Regions from separate parts of the Sus scrofa genome. Here region 2 is linked to region 1. The links are chromatin contacts, called in public Hi-C maps. All regions are on one chromosome and are shown on one strand. Each heading gives the region's core, a stretch centred on a gene start, on an enhancer-like site or on the middle of the called end of the contact. The rest is flanking DNA. Distances are from core to core; before and after follow the strand shown.

Evidence for each region. Hi-C and Micro-C count contacts between places; a contact is called where the count stands out from the background.
Region 2: a contact with region 1 is called in a Hi-C map of skeletal muscle, with 6 times the contacts expected there. The contact joins the promoter of BTBD2 here to the enhancer-like site in region 1. A contact is called at or near these places in 3 of 5 promoter capture datasets (liver and skeletal muscle), 25 of 47 Hi-C or Micro-C datasets (adipose tissue, alveolar macrophages, blood and 14 more) and 2 of 2 datasets of contacts at active chromatin or transcription factors (alveolar macrophages and skeletal muscle).

The regions. Positions count from the first base shown.
Region 1 is chr2:76,493,655-76,498,922 of Sscrofa11.1, forward strand. MOB3A (MOB kinase activator 3A) reads left to right here. Exons shown (of 5, transcript XM_021084201.1): 5 at 232-1,361. The coding sequence ends at 261. Among named protein-coding and RNA genes, the nearest start is that of MKNK2, 14 kb to the right of the region's middle. Within about 2 kb of position 2,132, at least 3 of the 83 cell types and tissues checked have an H3K27ac peak or open chromatin away from gene starts, as enhancers often do. A contact at or near this core is called in alveolar macrophages and skeletal muscle, where this site is marked.
Region 2 is chr2:76,536,131-76,541,398 of Sscrofa11.1, forward strand. It overlaps BTBD2 (BTB/POZ domain-containing protein 2), which reads left to right and starts at 2,408. Exons shown (of 9, transcript XM_021084208.1): 1 at 2,408-2,793. The coding sequence starts at 2,417.

The sequences.
Region 1 (5,268 bases), core at 882-3,381:
AGTTTTGTGATGGGTTCACTGTTTTTGAGCTTAGTGTCATATCCCATGGCCATTTCTCCCACAACGATGCTCAGAGTTCATTCTAAAGACAGACTGGTCTTTAACAGGAAGGGTCTGTGTTGCTGTCTGTTTGTATTTTGTAAGGTTTGCCCCTTGAGCCTGCGCCCCCGCAATTTCCCTTGCATGCAATTTCCTGATGTCCATACCTGATGTTCTGCTTCTTCCTAACAGAAAGAAATGACTGCACGGATGTGCCACTGAGAGGCCCTCAGCCCCATGTCACTGAGGCCACTACTGGAGAGCCACGTCTCCGGAACAGGGACCAGTGTCTCCTAGCCCAGAGCTCTATGCCACAGGGTGGCTTCCTCTGTTTGATCGAGAGGTACAGCAACTGTGGGCCTGCACAGACCCCAGTCTCCTGGCCCTGCTGGGGAGATTGAACTTGAATTCCATAGTTCTGTGTGCTGTGAGCAGCCAGGAAAACCCACTTTGTTTGTAAACCACTTGCATTTTCCAGGACACGACCCCACCCAGCCCTGTCTCCTTTGGGCTGGGCCTGGGGGATGCTTGGCCTAGGGGGTTGCTCGACCTAAGCCGGTGCTCAGCCTGTGGGGTGCTGGGCCCAGTGAGGCCAAGGCTGGAATCTGATCCCGCAGTGAGCACCCTACCCGCTTGCATCCTTCCCAGACCACTTCTGTCCCTAGTTCCTCCGGGATTCGTCCCAAGCCCACGCACACATCCCAGGTTTCCTGTGGCCCCTTTGCATTGCATAAAAGATTGAGTTCTTACACTTTCATTTACCACTGCCATGAGATGTTATGGGAAGAAAGTTTCTTACATACAGATAAGTGAGCTCCCCACCCCCTGCCCCCAAGAGAAACATCCCCTGTCAAGAATAACAGGCTGCTGCTCTCTGGGTTTGGGGCCTTTGAATTTCCCTGAATGTTTGGAGTCACCTCTCGTCAGACACCTGCCAGCATCCCATCAAAACCCTGTGCGTGTGACCCTCTGTAGCTCCGGAACCAAACCTCCCCATTGCACCTGAGGGCGTGGGGCCGCATCTGGTATCCGGGCACTTGCAGGGGAGAAGGGCGCCAACGCCAATACCGCACAAGTGCAATTACCACGACCTGGCCTTGGTCCTTCCAGAAGCCACCAGGTCCGACTCCTCAGGAGACAGCCTGAATGTAGCTCCTTTTCAGTGCAGAACTGCGACCAAATGCCATAACCACTGTGCCCCCCAGGCCACTGGCCAGGTCGGAAAGGCGGCGGGGCTGTGGGCAGGGGTCCCATGTACCCGCCCCCACGCCCGTGGATGTTCCCACACGAACATCGGAATAAATCATACCGTCTCCTCCCCTGCGGCTGCTGGGTGTCATTTCTGTTTTCCTGGCAGGGGGGCCCGGCTTAGGGGCATGTCACCATCTTTGTCACCAGGAGTCCTCGCAAGGGTTTGTGACCCGTCAAAGTGCCCCAGATAGGGGAGCAGACGCGGACAGGATATTGGTACGATTAGACCTCACGGGTGCAGGGCAGGCATGGAGCACAAGTGTCTGGAAGGCAGGTTGAGAAGGTGCCCACTTCCCTCTCATTTCTGCTTTGTCTGCGATGCTTTCAGCACTTACCAAGCATGATATTAACCACCGCCTCTTTGCTACACAGAGATTCCAAAAAACTTTGAACAGAGTGCAGAAAAATAGATTTGAGAGAAAATAGACAGAGGGGTGTTTTCTGTCTCTGCCAAGTCCTAGGGAACCTGTGACCTTGGACACAGGGCGAGTTCACTCCAGGACATTTATACGTGAAAACTTACTCTCAGGAGTCCCTTGGAGGCAGCTTAGGGCCTGTGCTCGCTCGAGGCGGGTATGGAGCTTCCCGCCCCTAGAGGGCGCGCCGTCTCTGTTGGAGGGAAAGAGAGTCTTGGAGCGAAGATCCTTGGAGACAACCTTCTAAACTAACCGCTGTTTCCTGACCCCTTGATTTTGCAAACACACCGCAGAGACTTCCAGGACCAGATTAAAGTTTGGAGAGATGTTGTTATTTGAAACAACAGCCTTAAAGATGTCCCAGTTCTGGACCTGGGACCTCTGGTTGTGTCGCCTCACATAGCAGAAGGGACTTTGCAGGTGGGGTTAAGTGAAGGCCCCTGAGATGGCGATGACCTTGAATTCCCTGGGGGCCCAGTGTCATCACAAGGTCCTCATAAAGAGGGAGGCGGGAGATGCCACCTGCTGTCTGTAAGGATGGAGGAAGGGGCCAGGGATGTGGTGCCTCCAGAAGCTGGAAAAGGAGGAACTGATTCTCCCCTAGAGCCTCTGGAAGGACCAGACCTGCCTGCACCTAGTTTTAGCCCCACAGGCCTATTTTGGACTTATCTCCAGAACTTAGAATAAATTTGTATTATTTAATTACTTGAGTTTGTGGTGACCTGTTAGAGCTGCCACAGGGAATTCATACACCGTGTATAAGGAAATAACTCGCACACAGAACGCCTAGGCCCACTAGCGGGCTGCCCAGAAGGCAAGAATTTGGGGACGGCCTCCAGGCATCTCCTCCTGCCACGGGCCTGAGAACCACTTGTCCCAACAGGACAGTTCACCATAAAAGTTGTTCGACCAGGAGAGGTAGCCAGGGGCAAGCGCTTGTGTTGGGAAGTCTGGTCAGACAGGCAGAGGTGGAAGGAACCCACTTGGCCCTGTTCCCTCCTGGCCAACACAGGAGGGGCTGCTGTTGAGAAACAGCTGTGGATTCCATCATTCCAGTGGATGCGACAAAGATGGCAGCCACTGGTGAACTGGGACGTTCCCAAGAAGTCAGGACCTGCTCAGGAGGGCTGTCTTGGAAGGTCAGGAGCCCCTGTTACTGGAAGTTTCCAATGTCCTAGACTCACGCTGTTCAGTGTGGCAGCCACCAACCAGCTGTGGCTGTTTAAATTCTAATTAAAGATAAGGATCCAGCATTGCCGTGAGCTGTGGTGTAGGTCGCAGACAAGGCTCGGATCCCATGGTGCTGTGGCTCTGGTGTAGGCTGGTGGCTGCAGCTCCGCTTAGACCCCTAGCCTGGGAACCTCCATATGCTGCAGGTGCGGCCCTAGAAAAGGCAAAAAGACAAAAAATAAAAATAAATTCTAATTGAAGATTAAAATGATAAAGTCCTCATTCCCTGGGTCGCACTAGCACTTGTCAGTGGTGTCTCTACAGCCACCCATTTCTACCATGTCAGTCAGCACTGCTGCTTCTAGAAGCAGTTTGTAAGTTGGCACGAAGATCACGGTGAAGATGAATTTGAATCCTTTCCAGTTCATAAAAATAGTGGAATCTGGAAATTGATAACTGGTTCTCATCTTGACCCCCAAAAGTAGAGGCCATGTGGGGGTCACAGAAAGGGGGAGTTGGCCCTGGGGAAAAATGGGGGATTTGAAAAAGCCCAAAGAGACCTGTCTCTGTGTTGAGAAGCATGCATTTTATGATTGCCCCCTAACTTAATGAAGCCCCTCTTTGTTGCCATTATTTTATAGCCACGACACCCTGTTTGCATGAGCAGTCTTCCCCATCTCCCCTCAGCCCCTGACAACCACGAACCGCCTCTGTCTCTGGATATATCTGTTTTGGATGATTCCTATCTGCACATTTCAAGTTAATCTTCATTATTTTTGGTCGTTCCCATGAGGGAGATGATTTTCCTTTTTTTTTTTCTTTTTTTGTCTTTTGTCTTTTTGGGGCCACACCTATGGTACACAGAGGTTCCCAGGCTAGGGGTCTAATCGGAGCTACAGCTACCAGCCTACACCAGAGCCACAGCAACACCAGATCCGAGCCATGTCTGCGACATACACCACAGCTCGTGGCAACGCCAGATCCTTAACCCACTGAAAGAGACCAGGGATCAAACCCACAACCTCATGGTTCCTGGTCGTATTCGTGTCCACTGCACCACAACGGGAACTCCTCCATTGTACTTTCTTTTTGTTTGTTTGTTTTTATTATGGGACATATGAAAATTTCCAGGCGAGGAGTCAAATCAGAGCTACAGCTGCCAGCCTACACCACAGCCACAGCAACACCAGATCCGAGCCACATCTGTGACCAACACCACAGCTCACAGCAATGCCAGATCCTTAACCCACTGAGCAAGCCCAGGGATTGAACCCACATCCTCATGGATATGAGTTGGGTTCTTAACCTGCTGAGTCACAACAAGAACTCCTCTGTTCTACTTTCTTAATGGTTGTGTCTGAAACATATAGGAAATCTCTTCATTTTGGAGCTGATTTCATAACTGGTTGCTTTCAGAATGGGAAGTTGATTCTCCTGCATTTTCTAGGCCAAGAGTCACATTTGCTGGAGATGTTAAATGAATATATTCATCTCTTTCTTTGATCAAAAGCAAGATACTGTTTCATAGATGTTGATAAAATTAAGTTCACTATGTTTATATATATAGTTAACCACTAGTAAAATGTAAAACAATAGGCATCCTTTTACCTTGACTGGTGGGACAAAGATCAGACAAACAGAAGTTACAAAAGATAGAAAATAGAGAAAACAGCAAGGATGATTTTATTTATTTATTTATTTATTTTTGGCAGCATCTGCAGCATATGGAAGTTCCCAGGCTAGGGACTGAAACTGAGCCACAGCAGTGACCCGAGCCACAGTAGTGACAAGGTGGATCCTTAACCCATTGAGCCACAAGAGAACTCTTGAATTTTTTTTTAATTGAAGTATAGTGGTTTATAATGTTGTGAATTTTTGCTGTACAGAAAAGCGATTCAGTTATATAAATACATACATTCTTTTTAAAAATATTGTTTGGGAGTTCCCGTCGTGGCTCAGTGGTTAACGAATCCAACTAGGAACCATGAGGTTTCAGGTTTGATCCCTGGCCTTGCTCAGTGGGTTAAGGATCCGGCGTTGCCATGAGCTGTGGCGTAGGTTGCAGACGCGGCTCGGATCCCGAGTTGCTGTGGCTCTGGTGTAGGCTGGCAGCTACAGCTCCGATTCAACCCCTAGCCTGGGAACCTCCATATGCCACAGAAGCAGCCCTAGCAAAGGCAAAAAGACAAAAAAAAAAAAAATTGTTTTCCCTTATGGTTTATTACAGGATGTTGAGTATAGTTCCCTGTGCTAAACAGTAAGACCTTGTTATTGGTCCATCCTATACAGAATAACTTACAAGGAAGAGTTCCTGGTGGTTTAATGGTTAGGCCCAGATTCAATCCCTGGTCTGGGAACTGAGATCTCACATCAAGCTGCTGTATGCCTCAGC
Region 2 (5,268 bases), core at 1,158-3,657, 43 kb after region 1:
GTGTGTACCAATAAAACTTTATTTACAAGGGACAGGTGGTGGGCGGTTCTGGCTGGCAGGCAGGCTGCAGGGTTTTAATGGAGCATTGTTGGAGCTAAATTAGAAATAGCAACAGGAACTCCCAATCTTTGAAATTTCTTATTTCTACCTGACCACTGAAGTAGCCTGTAATCAGTTTCCCATCACAAATCTGCGTGCAGTAATTAGAGAGGTGACCCCATATCCAGAATGCAAGTCATCAGTATTTTTCCCCATTCCAAGAAATAGGGCTCTTTGGAGACTAACTAGTTTTATTATTTTTCAGAGCAGGAAAGGTGCAGTGTGGGCCTGGACTATTTTGTTGAGGGAAAGAAGGGCTGCTTCTCCGAGTTTTGGGGGTGTTGAAGGCACACAGGAGCCCACTTAACGGTATCTCTCATCAATAATGATTAATGAATGATGCGCTCATGAAACTAGTCAAGTTTGAGCACCATGAATTCATAATTATCCTCAAGACAAGACAGGATTTTCTTTATCAAGCCCCTAGTTCTACTTCTACAGCCTGATTTTCTTTGGATGAACCATTAAAAAATTTTTTTAATATATATATATATGATTTTTTTTAGGGCCACACCCGAGGCATGTGGAAGTTCCTGGGCTAGGGGTCGAATTGGAGATGCAGCTGCCAGCCTGCACCACAGCCACAGCAACACCAGATTCAAGACGCATCTGCAGCCTACACCACAGTTTATGGCAATGCCAAATCCTTAACCCACTGAGTGAGGCCAGGGCTCCAACTAGCATCCTTATGGATACTAGTTGGATTCATTTCCACTATGCTACAACAGGAAATCCTCTCTATTTTTTATATATTACTTTTATTTATTTAATTTTTATGGCCACACTCACAGCATGTCAAAGTTCTCGGGTCAGGGATTGAATTTGAGCTGCAGCTGCTGCAGCACCAGATCCTTTAACCCACTGTGCTGGGCTGCGGGGATCTGAGCTGCTGCAGTCGGATTCATAACCCACTGTGTCACAGTGGGAACTCCTATATATTACTTTTTTTTTTTTTTTTTTTTAGCTATTTCTTGAGCCGCTCCCGCAGCATATGGAGGTTCCCAGGCTAGGGGTCCAATCGGAGCTGTAGCCACCAGCCTACGCCAGAGCCACAGCAACGCAGGATCCGAGCCACGTCTGCGACCTACACCACAGCTCACGGCAACGCTGGATCGTTAACCCACTGAGCAAGGGCAGGGACCGAACCCGCAACCTCATGGTTCCTAGTCGGATTCGTTAACCACTGCGCCACAACGGGAACTCCCCCTATATATTACTTTTAAAGTGAAACAAAGATCTTTGAAAAAAAAATCAGGTTTGAGATGGCTTTGCGCATGGTTATAATGTTGTACGATTTGGCCTTCTGTTCATTTCTCACCCCAAAGGGCAGAGGCAGTGGGCTGGCAAGGTGGGAGTGTCTAAAATCCAGGGGCTAAGGCTGATAGTGGAAGTCTATCGTAGGGGTGGGGCTAATGCCAAGGAGCTAGGAGGGCTGATGACATCCACAGAGCTGAGTTCCCAGGTGAAGGGGTTTGGCTTTCATGGGGAGCACCTGGAGGGCTTTAAGCAGCGGCTCCCAAAGACCTGGTTTAAGTTGGGAGGAGGCTAGATTCTAAAAAGAGTAAGGAAGGTTGGGTTGTTGGGGCTGGTGGTTGTCAGGGAGCAAGCTGGGCAGTTTTAGACGACAGTGGTAGTGGAATGGGGCCTGGACTGCCACAGAATTCTCCGGAACAGTGCAAAATGAAAACATGGGGGCGCCCCCCACCCTGAAAAAAACCCCATGCAGCCCAGTGTTAAAAATTTACTTCCCTGAGGTGAGAGCAGAGCCGGTCCTCGAGGGGACCCAGGAAAAGGGAGACGATTCAAGGTCTGCTTTGGAGGTAAGAACCGGCCAGGATTCGGGCTGAAACTGGACACTGAGGAGGAATGTCTTGCCTGTGGCTTTGCGGGCGGTCCATGGGCCACCGCCCAAATGAAGAAATCCCTTCTCCACGGGAAGGACCAGGCTTTGAGAATCCTGAGGTCTCCCAACCCTTTTATTTTTTTTCTGCCCTGCCCGGCATGCAGATGTTTCCAGGCCAGGGATCGAACCTGTGCCACGGCAATGACCCGAGCCACAGCAATGACAACGCCAAATCCTTAACCTGCTGAGCCACCAGGGAACTCCATCCCAGTCACTTTTTAGACGCTTAATTTTCCCCTTCCTTCCCCTTCGCCCCCTCCCCCCCCCCCTTGCCCCTCCTCTCCGGTCTCTCCCCCTCCCCTCCCTTCCCCCCTTGCCCCCTCCTCCCCCCCCTTGCCCCACCCCCTCCGCTCTACCCCCCCTCCCCCGCCCCCTCCCTCCCCGCCCCGCCCCGCCCGGCGCCGCACCGACAAGATGGCGGCGGGTGGGAGCGGCGGGCGCGCGTCGTGCCCGCCGGGGGTCGGCCCGGGAGCGGGGGGCGGCCCGGGGCCCAGCGCCAACGCCGCCCCGGCTCCCGGCAACGCGGCGGCCGCCGCCGCCGCTCCGGCCCCCGCCGCCCCCGGGCCGCCGCCGCCGGTGTCGGGGCCGGGCGCGCAGGCCGCGGCGGGCGGGGAGCGGGCGGCCGAGGAGCCGGGGGCGGCCGCGCTGCTGCGCGAGCCCGTCTACAACTGGCAGGCCACCAAGCCCACGGTGAAGGAGCGCTTCGCCTTCCTCTTCAACAACGAGGTGCTCTGCGACGTGCACTTCCTGGTGGGCAAGGGGCTCGGCGCGCAGCGCATCCCGGCGCACAGGTGGGCCGCTGTCCCGGGACCGCCGTCCCGAACCCTCCGCCCCCGCCCCTGCCATCCCGAACCCCGCTACCCCTGGGATCCACCAACCCCCTGGACCTACCGTCCCCGAACCCTGCCACCCCTGGGACCTACCCCCGGCCCCCAACCCCGCCATCCCCAGGACCCATCTTCCCTGGATCGGGGACCCGCCATTCGCGGAACCCTGCTGGCTCAGGGACCTGCCCTCCCCGGACATCCAGTGTCTCTAGGACCCTTTCGTCCCCAGTACCCATCATCCTCAGGCCCCATCCTTCCTCGGCCCTACCAGGCGCCCATCCACCCCGTATTTCCAGATACTAGCCATATTCTGGTCCTGAGACCCTCTGCCTTTTCATTCTCATCAGTGACTCCTGGCTCTGCGACCCCTGACCCCACCACCTTGGCCAGGATCTCCCAGACCAAGGGACCTTTTCCACCCCTGGCGTTCCTGGGACCTTTCAACCCCTGCCAGGCTCTCCAGGCCCTGCTGTCCCAGCTTGGCCAGCCTGAGGACCCCAGACACAGCCACCTCCCTCCACATCCTCCATCATGACCTCCTCCCCCTGACTTCCCCATCCTTTTTGGGGCTAGACCCCCAGAGCCTCATCAGACCTCCAGCTCATGAACCCAAGACCCCCAGACTCCTGAGCCACAGAACCTGCAGTGACCCCCCATCTCGGTGCTGCCCTCAGCTCCCTGACCCCTTACCCCCAAGGCCTCTTCTCCAGAGGCGGGAGTTCTGGGTCCAGGCCCCATCCCTCTGCCAGTCTCTAGGATGCGGCCCCCAGGCCCTTAGGTGGGGTGGGGCTGATGTCAGACACTGCCCTGCCCACTGCTGGTTCCTCTGGCCCTGCTCTCTGGGTAGCGGGGAGGCGCTGAGGGGGTTCTGTTAGGGGAGGGGTTAGGGGGATTCTCCTCATTCTGCTTGGAGTGTCCCCCAGCCTGCTGTGAGGGTCCTCTCTACCTTTCTGATGTGTGGCTTTTGTTTAGCCTGTGCCTCTGAAATCCTTCTTTCTGGTTTTTCTTGGTTATTAATGAACAACTGGGTCTAAATTCCTGTCCAAGGAAGGTTCCAGGCCCGTGGTTGGGTCCTCAGGACCATGTGTGTGTTGCAGCCCCCCCCCCCACCGAAAACTCAGAGCTGGAGGTGGTGGATGTGCTGCCTTTGAGCCCCCAGCCTCCCTCGCACCGTTCCTACCCCACATTCCTGCTCTGTGGGCGTCCTCCATTGAAGGTGCTAGTTCTTTTTCTTTTTAGCCTTTCAGTGATTATTTCATATGCATTGTTGAAATTTTACCTCCAGTGGTCAGTGGTCGGGTAGATGACTGCCCCATGAGTGACCCTGGCCCTTGCTGAGCCTCAGTTTCCCCCCGTGACTGGGGACTGAGCCCTGGGACCCCTCCTTCCCGGGACCACTGGGAGGATGGACCCTGTGCTGATCACAGTGGCCCAGGGCTCGTCCTCTGTACGGGCTGGCTTAAAATACAGGGGGGTCATGAGCCAGAGTCTAAAATGAACACCCAAGACCCTCACTGATGGAACAGAGGTGGAGAGAGGACAAGCTTCCTTCTGGAGAGTTCCTCTGGACCTCATTCCCACCTCCAATCCTGGGTGGGCCCAATCTGGGGGCTTGCTTGTAAAGAGAAGACTAGAACCCAACCTAGAGGAAATTGGGCAGATGCCATCTTCGCCAGATGGTCAAGGTCAATTTCACAGTGATATCCTGGGGGTGACAGAGCCCCCCCCTCAGCAGAAATTGATGAGAAGGGCACGTCACCTTAGCGTGTTTTTTCCTAAACCTGTAACCCCAGTGTCTTGGGTTGAATGGTGCCTCCTCCCCAAAATGTGTGCCCACGTCCTGACACCCAGAACCTGTGAGTGGGAGCTGATTTGGAAAAAGGGTCTTTGCAGGTGTGATTAAGAGTTGCAAGAGATCATTCTGGATTATCTGAATGGGTCCTAAATCCAACGTTGAGTGTCCTTAGAGGGACACTCTGAGGAGAGATGGAGGGAAGACAGTCACATGACAGTGGGGCCAGAGGCTGCAGGGACACAGCCACAAGCCCAGGGTGCCTAGGGGCCACCAGAAACTGGAAGAGGCAGGAAGGATCCTCCCCTGGAGCCTGGGGTGGGGAGCTCGGCCCTGTGACACTCTGATCACCCTGATCTTGGACATGTGGCCTCAGGAACGTGAGAGAATAAATTCTTCTTGTTTCAAGTCACCCAATTTGCAGTGATTTGTTAGAACAGCCCCAGGAAACCAGTACAGCCAGTCCTCTCAGAAAATACCAGATAAACCCAGCTTGGGGACATCCTGCAGAACTCAGGCCAGTCCTCAAGATGGTCCTGGAAGGGGCCTGAGGACACAGCTAAACACCGCTTTCCTGAAAGAATGAACGGCCTGGGGCAGAAAGGAGGAAAGGCGGACCTGGTAACTGGGGAACAAGGCCTGAGGTC